Regions from separate parts of the Mus musculus genome. Here region 2 is linked to region 1. A link is a contact called in public promoter capture Hi-C data. All regions are on one chromosome and are shown on one strand. Each heading gives the region's core, a stretch centred on a gene start, on an enhancer-like site or on the middle of the called end of the contact. The rest is flanking DNA. Distances are from core to core; before and after follow the strand shown. Region 1 overlaps Tsks (testis-specific serine kinase substrate). Region 2 holds the start of Sec1 (secretory blood group 1).

What was found. Promoter capture Hi-C pulls out the DNA fragments that hold promoters and counts their contacts.
Region 2: a promoter capture Hi-C map of liver shows a contact between it and region 1, with 5 times the contacts expected there. The contact joins the promoter of Sec1 here to the enhancer-like site in region 1. A contact is called at or near these places in 3 of 39 promoter capture datasets (the C10 cell line, hippocampal neurons and liver), 2 of 115 datasets of contacts at active chromatin or transcription factors (astrocytes and pancreatic cancer cells) and 2 of 9 other capture datasets (liver and macrophages).

The regions. Positions count from the first base shown.
Region 1 is chr7:44,950,178-44,954,527 of GRCm38.p6, reverse strand. It overlaps Tsks (testis-specific serine kinase substrate), which reads right to left. Exons shown (of 11, transcript NM_011651.2): 3 at 3,654-3,749; 4 at 3,406-3,489; 5 at 2,582-2,692; 6 at 1,696-1,982; 7 at 587-781; 8 at 41-214. Among named protein-coding and RNA genes, the nearest start is that of Tsks, 9.1 kb to the right of the region's middle. Within about 2 kb of position 2,342, at least 261 of the 459 cell types and tissues checked have an H3K27ac peak or open chromatin away from gene starts, as enhancers often do. A contact at or near this core is called in astrocytes, hippocampal neurons, liver and 1 more, where this site is marked.
Region 2 is chr7:45,692,985-45,697,645 of GRCm38.p6, reverse strand. Sec1 (secretory blood group 1) reads left to right here and starts at 3,244. Exons shown (of 4, transcript NM_001271578.1): 1 at 3,244-3,672. Ntn5 (netrin 5) reads right to left here. Exons shown (of 7, transcript NM_001358870.1): 7 at 3,090-3,650. The coding sequence ends at 3,256.

The DNA of each region.
Region 1 (4,350 bases), core at 1,093-3,592:
TAAATGTGATCTGCAATGTAGGCATTACCCCTCCCCATACCTGGCACAGCGCGCACAGGGGCCTTGGGCAGACCGATCCAAGTTCAAGACATGGTCAGCTCCCCTCCGGGAGTTCTGAAGTTGCCGTCCCAGCTCCTCCAGAATGGGTTTTACTGGGCCCAGTGCCTCCAGTTCACTCCTCAGTGAGGCGACAGACACTGCTGACCTCTCCACCCTGAGGCAGGAGAGCAACCAATGTGGATAACTTGCAATATTCAGTATTATCCCAGCACCGGAAAGTCCTCCTCTTAATACTATAGACCTGCACGGCCTGGCTTGGATGGGTCTGTCTAACTCCACTGGGGATAGAAGCCAGAGCTTCTGCTAGGCAAATGCCGAGCCAAGCTCCCATTCCCTACGGGTGGATCTCAAGCAGGGACTCAGCTTCAAAGCTAAGCCCTTAACCCATAGCAGGGGTTGAGCCACACTGCCAGCCTCTCACTGGGTCACTTAGCCCACTGCTCAAGCCTTTTCCCTCAAGGATCCACCCTCCGATTACTTCTTTCCCATGGAGCCCACATCCCTTCAGCACCTGCTGAGCCCTTACATAGTGCACAACTCATCTGCTCGTCCTCGCAGCTCCTGCAAGCCCCTTGCGGACTGTGCCTGTTCCCGCTGCGCCCGCTCCCACTGGCCCAGGAAGCCATCCAGACGGCCGCCAAGGCCTCCCAGCAACCTCAGGGCCTCCTGCACTGCCCCCTCCTCCTGATGCCACCGGGCTGCCAGCGAGGACACCTCCCTCCTGCGAGGATCAGAAGGGAAGAAAGGGTTGGGTATAAGAGTTGACTATGCATGCTATCGTCGACCTCGCCCCAAATAGATCACCAACATTTTTTTCTTTACTTTTTTTGTTTTGGGTTTTTTTTTTTCTTTTCTTTTCTTTCTTTCTTTCTTTCTTTTTTTTTTTTTTTTTTTTTTTTTTTTTTTTTTTTTTGAGACAGGGTTTCTCTGTGTAGCCTTGGCTGTCCTGGAACTCACTCTGTAGACCAGGCTGACCTCGAACTCAGAAATTCACCTGCCTCTGCCTCCCAAGTGGGACCCACCTGGCCTTGTTTTGGTTTTTAAGACAGGGTCTGTTGCCGGTTGGTGGTGAGTGACACCTTTAATCCTAGCACTTGGGAGGCAGAGGCAGGCAGACCTCTGTGAGTTTGAGGGCCAGCCTGATCTACAGAGTGAGTTCCAGGACAGCCAGGGCTGCACAGATAAATCCTGTCTCGAAAACAAACAAAAAAGACATTCTTGTTTATTGTAGTCCAGGTTGTGCTGGCATTCTCTTTGTAGACTAGGCTGGCATCGAACTCACAAAGATCCTTCAGCCTCTGTCTCCCAGTGCTGGTATTAAAAGAATGCACCACTTTGCGTCCCCCACCCCACCTCTTTTCCTTTTTTGAGTGTACGAAGTTAGCCCGGTACCACCTATGCTATCACCCAATCCTCATCTAGGTTCTGCTTCTGTGCTCACACGTTTAGCTCCCCTAAGCCCCGCCCACATCAAGCTCTTCCAATTCTCATCCACCACTACCCCTCAAGGATTTACTCTGTCCGGTCCACCCAACCGCAAACAAACCCCGCCCACGCAGGCTCCAAGCTCCTCCTAGCTCCCGCCCTTTGTTCCACCTACGGCCTGATCCACCAATTTCCTTCAGTCCCGCCCACCTCAGCTCCTCCAGGCCGGTGGAGACCTTCTGCAACTCCTGCTCGCTCAGCGAGGGTCCCTCCCCTGTGCGGACTGCCATGCCCCAGCCACTGGAGGACAGGCCTCGCTGCCGCGGGGGTTCCTCGGGGCTGCCAGGAGGACCCGAGCAGCCCTGAATGGGAGTGGCAGGGCTCAGACCATGTCGGGAGAGGCCAGCCTCCAGTTTTTGCTCCAACTCCTGCAACTCGGCCTCCTGTCTCCGGGGCGTCTCATCCTGCAGTTGCTGCTGGAGGTATCTTAGCTTCTCCTGAGCAAGGGAGGGCAACGAATCAAGGTGTTCGGCACCTTACCACCTGCAGCTAACTACACCCCATGGATCCCCGAGATTGCAAAGTAGTGTAGAGAGAGGATAGTTGGGAAGTACGCGTGCAGTGTAACTGAACTCCTGCTTGTCTTTAGGAGAGGAGATAACATTTACTCTAAACTCTGTAGTGGCAGGCAACCTATCACTCCCTTCTCCTGCCCTGCCTGCCTAAAATCAGCCCCTGCCTCTTAGGGACCGCGACAAGCTTTCTCGGCGTTCCGTTGGAAAGTGAGCTAGCAGCAAGTCTTCATTCTAGACTAGACCCGGCCTACCCAGTCGTTTCAGGCTACACCCTTGAATAACTAAGCTTCCTCAGGCTCCACCCTGGTCCCACCCAGCGAGCCCTTTTGGCTCCTCCCGTGGGATGGGCCCCTCCTTCCCCTGAGAGCCAACTCCTTCAGCCAGGTCCCAAACCCTCCTCAGTTCACTGAAGGCTCTGGAGCCTCTACACCCCTGTCCTTGTCCACCATAGCTCCTCCAACCTCCATCCCGAGACTCCACCCAAACTTCTCACTAGTTTGGGACCCTCCACACCCTCGTACCTCCAGCAAGGCAGAGTTCTGCTTCAGGACATTGGTTTTGATTTCAGCGTCTTCCACTGAACGGGTCACCTTGCGGCAGTTCTCCTGGGTCAGGACATCAGGGCGGGGGCCCTGCCTTCCCATTCCGGTTCTGCCCCCCACCTTCAGCCTCTTTTTTTGCATCGCACCTGCCCTATGTAGGACGCACCCACTTCCCAACCAAGCTTCCTTCCTAACCAAGCCCGTACTGCAGTACCCCTTTGACCATCCCGCTTCTCCTGTGCTCTTTTTGTTTTAAATTTAAAAATTCAATAGATTTTTTTTTTTTTTGAAAACGTCTTATGAGCCGGGAGGTGATGGTGGCGGCGGCCGCGGCGCGCATGCCTTTAATCCCAGCACTTGGGAGGCAGACGCAGGCGGATTTATGAATTTGAGACCAGCCTGGTCTCCAGAGTTAGTTCCAGGACAGCCAGGGTTATAAAGAGAAACCCTGTCTTGAAAAAAAAAATCTTATATGAATGGGTATTTTGCCTGTGTATATGAATATACATATGTATATGTGCAACAGCGCAGGCAGTGCCCATGAAGGCCAGAAGAGAGTGACATTTTTTGATAGCCACGAGAGGGTCTCATGTACCCCGGTTTCCAAGTCGTTATATAGCTGAAAAGAATCTTGTACTTCCAAGTTCTGAGATCAAAGGTGTGCTACCACACTCAAGCCTGAACCCGGGGTTTCCTGAATGCTAGGCAAAGCCCTCTGCCCACTGAGCCACATCCCAAGCCCTCCACGGTCCCCGCTTTTCTCATCACTTTCTCCCCAAGCCATTCCTTCCACAGCGGCTCACCTTCAACTGACTGCAGTACCCCTCCAACTCTTCTGCCTCCTGCCGTCTTCTTTCCAGATTCTCACTCAGCACAGAGCACTCGCTCTTGACCATGGAAGGGAGACAGGGTTACACAAAGGCGGGGTTAAAGCTTATACAGGGGAGCAGGCTCTTAGCTTCCGGAGGGCCGGCACAATGGAGAAAGGTGGCTACAAAGACGAGAACTTAGTTCTGGAGGAAGAGGCCACAGGGATCCTTAAGTATCATACCTGCAGAGTCTGAACGTGCTGATTAACCCGCGTGGTCTTTTCCTTCAAGCTGGTGATGGAGTCTTTGGCACGTACCAATCCACTGTTGACCCCACTCTGGTGAAGAACAGAAGACATGTATAGTTCAATACCAAGAACATTCTAGAGGCAGCAAGGGTGTATTTTCAGTTTGGTTTTGCTCTGGATGGGCATGTGGCTTTGGGCAAAGGGTGACATCCTTGAATTGAGTTCCCTTGTTTGGTAAAGCTAGAAGTAGACTAATATTCTTCACAGTGTGCTGGGACAAGAGGGGAAGACAGTTTCAGAAAAATGCCTAGAATCCCCCAGTCAGAGGAGAGGATGTGGCTCAGTGGTAGAGACACTACCTAGAACGCCCCAGTGAGGGGCTGGGGTGTGACTCAGTGACAGAGTACTTGCCAGTGTGCACAAGACCGCGGATTCCAGCCACAAATGTGTACCCCCAAAAATCCCTCCTTTTCTGTCTCCCCACTCTCTGAAGTATAAAACTGACAACATCTTGGATCGTCAGGTAGAGACCATGAGATCTCACCATGTAGCTGTGGCTGGCCTGGAACCCATAGAGTTCAGTGTGCCTCTACCTCCTGAGTGCTAGAATTAAAGGCCAGTGCCACCACGCCTGCTTCCTGTGCTCAGTTGTTACCAGCTGCTCTGAGACTAGGCTGCGGCTTGTGCCCTG
Region 2 (4,661 bases), core at 1,995-4,494, 740 kb before region 1:
GTATCATTTAAGATGAAGTCACTCTTCATTGTTAGGATGGGCCTCCATCAAAGAATGACTACCCTTGACAGCCAAGACAGGAAGATTCAAGACAGAAGCCAGGGGTGGGGGTGAGGGTGGGAGGGTGGGAGAGGGAGAGATAGATGGCTCAGTGGGTAAGAGCACTGACTGCTCTCCCAGAGGTCCTGAGTTCAAATCCCAGAAACCACATGGTGGCTCACAACCATCTGTAATGGAATCTGATGCCCTCTTCTGGTGTCTGAAGACAGCTACAGTGTATTCATAGGAAACAAACAAATAAACCTTAAACAAACAAACAAAACAAACAACAACAACAACAACAAAAAAAAAAACCCAGAAGCCTGTGAAGACAGAGGCAGATACTGGAATTAGATAGCCACAAGCCAGGAGTCATGGGTATCCCCAAATTCTGGAAGAGGCAGGATGACTCTTATTAACACCATAGTGTGATCCTACCAACACCCTGATTTTCAATTTTTGTTTGTTTGTTTGTTTGTTTTGTTCTTTTGTTTTTTCGAGACAGGGTTTCTCTGTCCTGGCTGTCCTGGAACTCACTCTGTAGACCAGGCTGGCCTCGAACTCAGAAATCTGCTTGCCTCTGCCTTCCGAGTGCTGGGATCAAAGGTGTGCACCACCACGCCCGGCAATTTTCAATTTTAAATTCTAGAATGTGAAGTGGCCCACCCCTTTAATTTCAGTACCCCAGAGACAGAGGCAAGCAATCTCTGAGTTTTGGGTTGTTGGTTTTTTGTTTTTGTTTTTTTTGTTTTTTTCGAGACAGGGTTTCTCTGTGTAGCCCTGGCTGTCCTGGAACTCACTCTGTAGACCAGGCTGGCCTCAAACTCAGAAATTTGCCTGCCTCTGCCTCCCAAGTGCTGGGATTAAAGGCATGCGCCACCACTGCCCAGCATAATCTCTGAGTTCGAGGCCAGCCTGGTCTACAGAATGAGTTCTGGGACAGCCAGGGCTAAACAGAGAAACCCTGTCTCGGAAGAAAGAAAAAAAAAAAAAAAAAAACAAAAACCAAACCAAACCACCAAACCAAACCAAACCAACAAAACAAAACAAAAACAAAACCCAAAACTCAGAGATTGCTTGCCTCTGTCTCTGGGGTACTGAAATTAAAGGGGTGGGCCACTTGACATTCTAGGATTTAAAATTGAAAATCAGGGTGTTGGTAGGATCCCACTGTGGTGTTAGTAAGAGTCATCCTGCCTCTTCCAGAGTTTGGGGATACCCATGACTCCTGACTTGTGGCCATCTAATTCCAGTATCTGCCTCTGTCTTCACAGGCTTCTGTTTTGTTTTGTTTTGTTTTTAAGATTTATTTGTTTGTTTTCTATGAATACACCGTAGCTGTCTTCAGACACACCTGAAGAGGGCATTGGATCCCATTACAGATGATTGTGAGACATTATGTGGTTGCTGGGATTTGAACTCAGGACCTCTGGAAGAGCAGTCAGAGCAGTCAATCACTGAACCATCTCTGTGGCCCAAGTGTTTGTTTTCTTAAGCCATATAGTACAGTGAAAAATAGTGTTTTGAGACAAGGTTTCCCTGTATAGTGCAGGCTAGCCTCCAGCTCCAACTGCAGCCTTTTCTGCTCCAGCCTTCCAAGTGCTGAGATTACAGGAGTAAAACAGACCTTGCTTGAATCTCTCTGCTACACTAGGCCTTTAGCCTCTGGACTTTTGCTGTTGTTTTTGAGATAGGATCTCTGGTAGCCCATTATTATATCTAACTCATTATGTAGCTAAAAATGAACCTCTGGTCCTCCTGCTTTGTAGCTCTTCAATGCTGGGCTGATAGGCATTTACCACTATACCTGGTTTACAGTGGGCTTGTGGGGGACCAAACCCAGAGCCACATGCACGCTAACGCTACCAAGTTGAGCTCCAGCCCAGCCTGTTTCTGGATCTTTCCAGAAACCTTTCGCTTCATCTGGAGTTGCCTTTCTTGCCCCTTCCTTGTGGGCAAATTCCTACTGGAACAAATACAGACTTCAGGAGATTCCGCCCACCCCCACACATACACCATGAACAAATAAAGACTTCAGGAGATCACCCCCACCCCCTGCCCCCCCCCCCCACACACACCATGAAGTCATTTGTCTAGCTGGTGAGGTGAACAGAATTTGTCTTCTTTGAGGTCTGGTGGCCACCTGTGCCACCCCTATTACTGTGCAGGGACAGGCAGGGCTGACATCTGGAGGGGAGGGGAGGGGAGGGGAGGGGTGAGGAGGGGAGGGGAGGGAAGGGAAGGGCCTGGTCGGCAAGTGGTACAGATGTGGATTTCACACCAATTTGCTTCGGCTGCTAGAAACAAAGTTTGAGTCACAAGGAACACATAAGGCTCTCTGCTCTGGGCTTTCATCTTCTACACGCAGGCTCTTGGGTGGGAGGAGCTCCCGCAGCTTGGGTGGTTCCCACAACCCCTGTGAACTTCCTTAACCCTCTCCCCCTGCCCTCAACGCCCACTACCTCTGTATCCTAGCAAGATCTTCCCATCAGCGTGCTCACAGAGAAAGGGAGGCCTCTGGGTATTCAAATAGTAACAGGAAACTCATAGGGTGCTTGCTCTGGGCCAGGCCTGTTCCAAAGCCTTAATGTCGATTAATAGGTTTCAGCTTCAAACTGCACTTGTTAAATAATCCCTGGACTTCCGATCCCCCACCTCCTAAGTGCTGAGAACTGGGCCACCATGGCTCTATCTAGACTATATTTCAAGATTAGATGATAGTCGTCGAAGCCTCCCCCTCGCCCATCAGAATAATAAAATATCTTAAACGCCAAACTTTCTGGATATGAGACTACCGGGCACCTTTGTCAAATTTCTTGCCTTTTCCAGCCATACCTAGTCTATTGTCTTTTGGCTAATCATCAAGCAACACAAATCTTACTAGAACCCAGTTACTCCACGGGAGTCCTTTCACTTCCAAGTACACTGGCCACTTTCTCCCAGGTAATTTATTTAGAACTTAAGCTTGGTGTATCAAGGCCTTTTCGGTTGCCTTGGAAAGACTCTCCCAACACGGATGGGGTGTGTGTGTGTGTGATCTGTAGACACAATTCCACAAGACATGAGCCTTTATTGTGACAAATAACCTATAAGGCTCACAGGTCCAAGCAGTCACTTCCGGTCCCAACGTAGGCAACGTCACATGCGGAGTGGCGTCACGGGCACTGAAGCTTCTGATTGGCTCTGGGGACTCACACCTTACATTAGTAGCTCACTTTAGTTCCTGGGCCCAGGGCTCCGTGTGGGTGGCAGCAGGCCTCGGCAGGCACCTCCGCGCTCCTTCTGCTGCAGTCGCCGCAGCGGCCGGGCCCATCGTGGTCTCCAGGGCAGCGCGAGGCCGTGGCGGTTCAGGATGAGGCGCGCAGGGTCATAGTTGTCGTCGTCGTGGGTCTGCGCAGCACGGCCCAGCAGGAGGTAGTCAGCGCCAGGGCGCAGGCGCAGGCAGCCGCAGATTAGGTCAGCACGTGGCACCCAGGCCTCCTGGCCACCGCGGCGCACGGGCCACGCACGCTGTTTGAACACAGCCAGCACGTGCACGGCCAGCCGCCACCACTCGGGGCCCACCGCCTCAGACGGCTGCGACGACGACGCTGAAACCTGGGCGTGCAGAACTGAGGGAAGACACCACCTCAGGCAAGTGGGAGGCTAGCCCGGAGGAGGGCAGGCCTGATGAAGATGGCACCGTCACGTGGCGGTGGGAAGGGTCAGGCAAGGGCCTAGATTGGTGGTTCTCAGCTTGCGGGTCGTGACCCCCTTGAGGGACTACCCATCTTTTTCACAGTGGTCTCCTTGGACCATTGGGAAAAAGGTATTTACGTTGCAATTCGTTTGCAATTCATAACAGTAGCAACATTACAGATATAAAGTAGCAACGGGAATAATTTTATGGTTGAAAGGGTCACCACAACAGGAGGAACCACATTTGGAAGGTTGAGAACCACTGGTTTAAAGGGAGGCCAGGATCAAAGTTGGGAAGGAGTTATGTTGTGGTTTAGGATGGTGGACGCTGGTGGAATGTGAAGTGGGGGAGGGGAGAAATCCAAGATTGTGCTTGTAAGGGCCATGTGAGTTGCAGGACATGGGGGTGGAGGGTGGGAAATTGGGTGTGTGTGTGTGCGTGCCTAGAAATGGGATCAGGAAGAGTATGTGAAGCAGGGTTTTTAGGGTTGCAGTAAATTAAGAAGGATGAGGGAGGCAGAGGTCCAGAGGGATGCTCACCAGAGATCAGTCAGGGAGAGCATCCTAAGGACGTCAGATAATGCTGGCTGGGACTCTTGGAGTCATGTTCCTATTAACAGTAGCCTCAAGATTCCAGGGTCTCACTAAAATGTCGACGCTGGTCTAGAACTTACTCTGTAGCCTAAGCCAATCCAGAAGTCACTGGCGTCCCTCTGCCTCAGCCCCCTGAGAACTGAAGGTTTTGAGCTTGCACCAGCATGTTAAGCTAAGCCCAGAGCATTAGTGTTACACAGTGAGCCGGTTCCCAGGAGTGGGAGCCTCCAGAGAGGTGGGCCTTGTCAGAAAGGCTCTGGGGTAAACTGGCGGTCCAAAGAATGAATTGAGTGGGAAGGCCTGAGACTCGACTGATGTCACGCTACTGTGAATCAGTGCTGTGGTGTGGA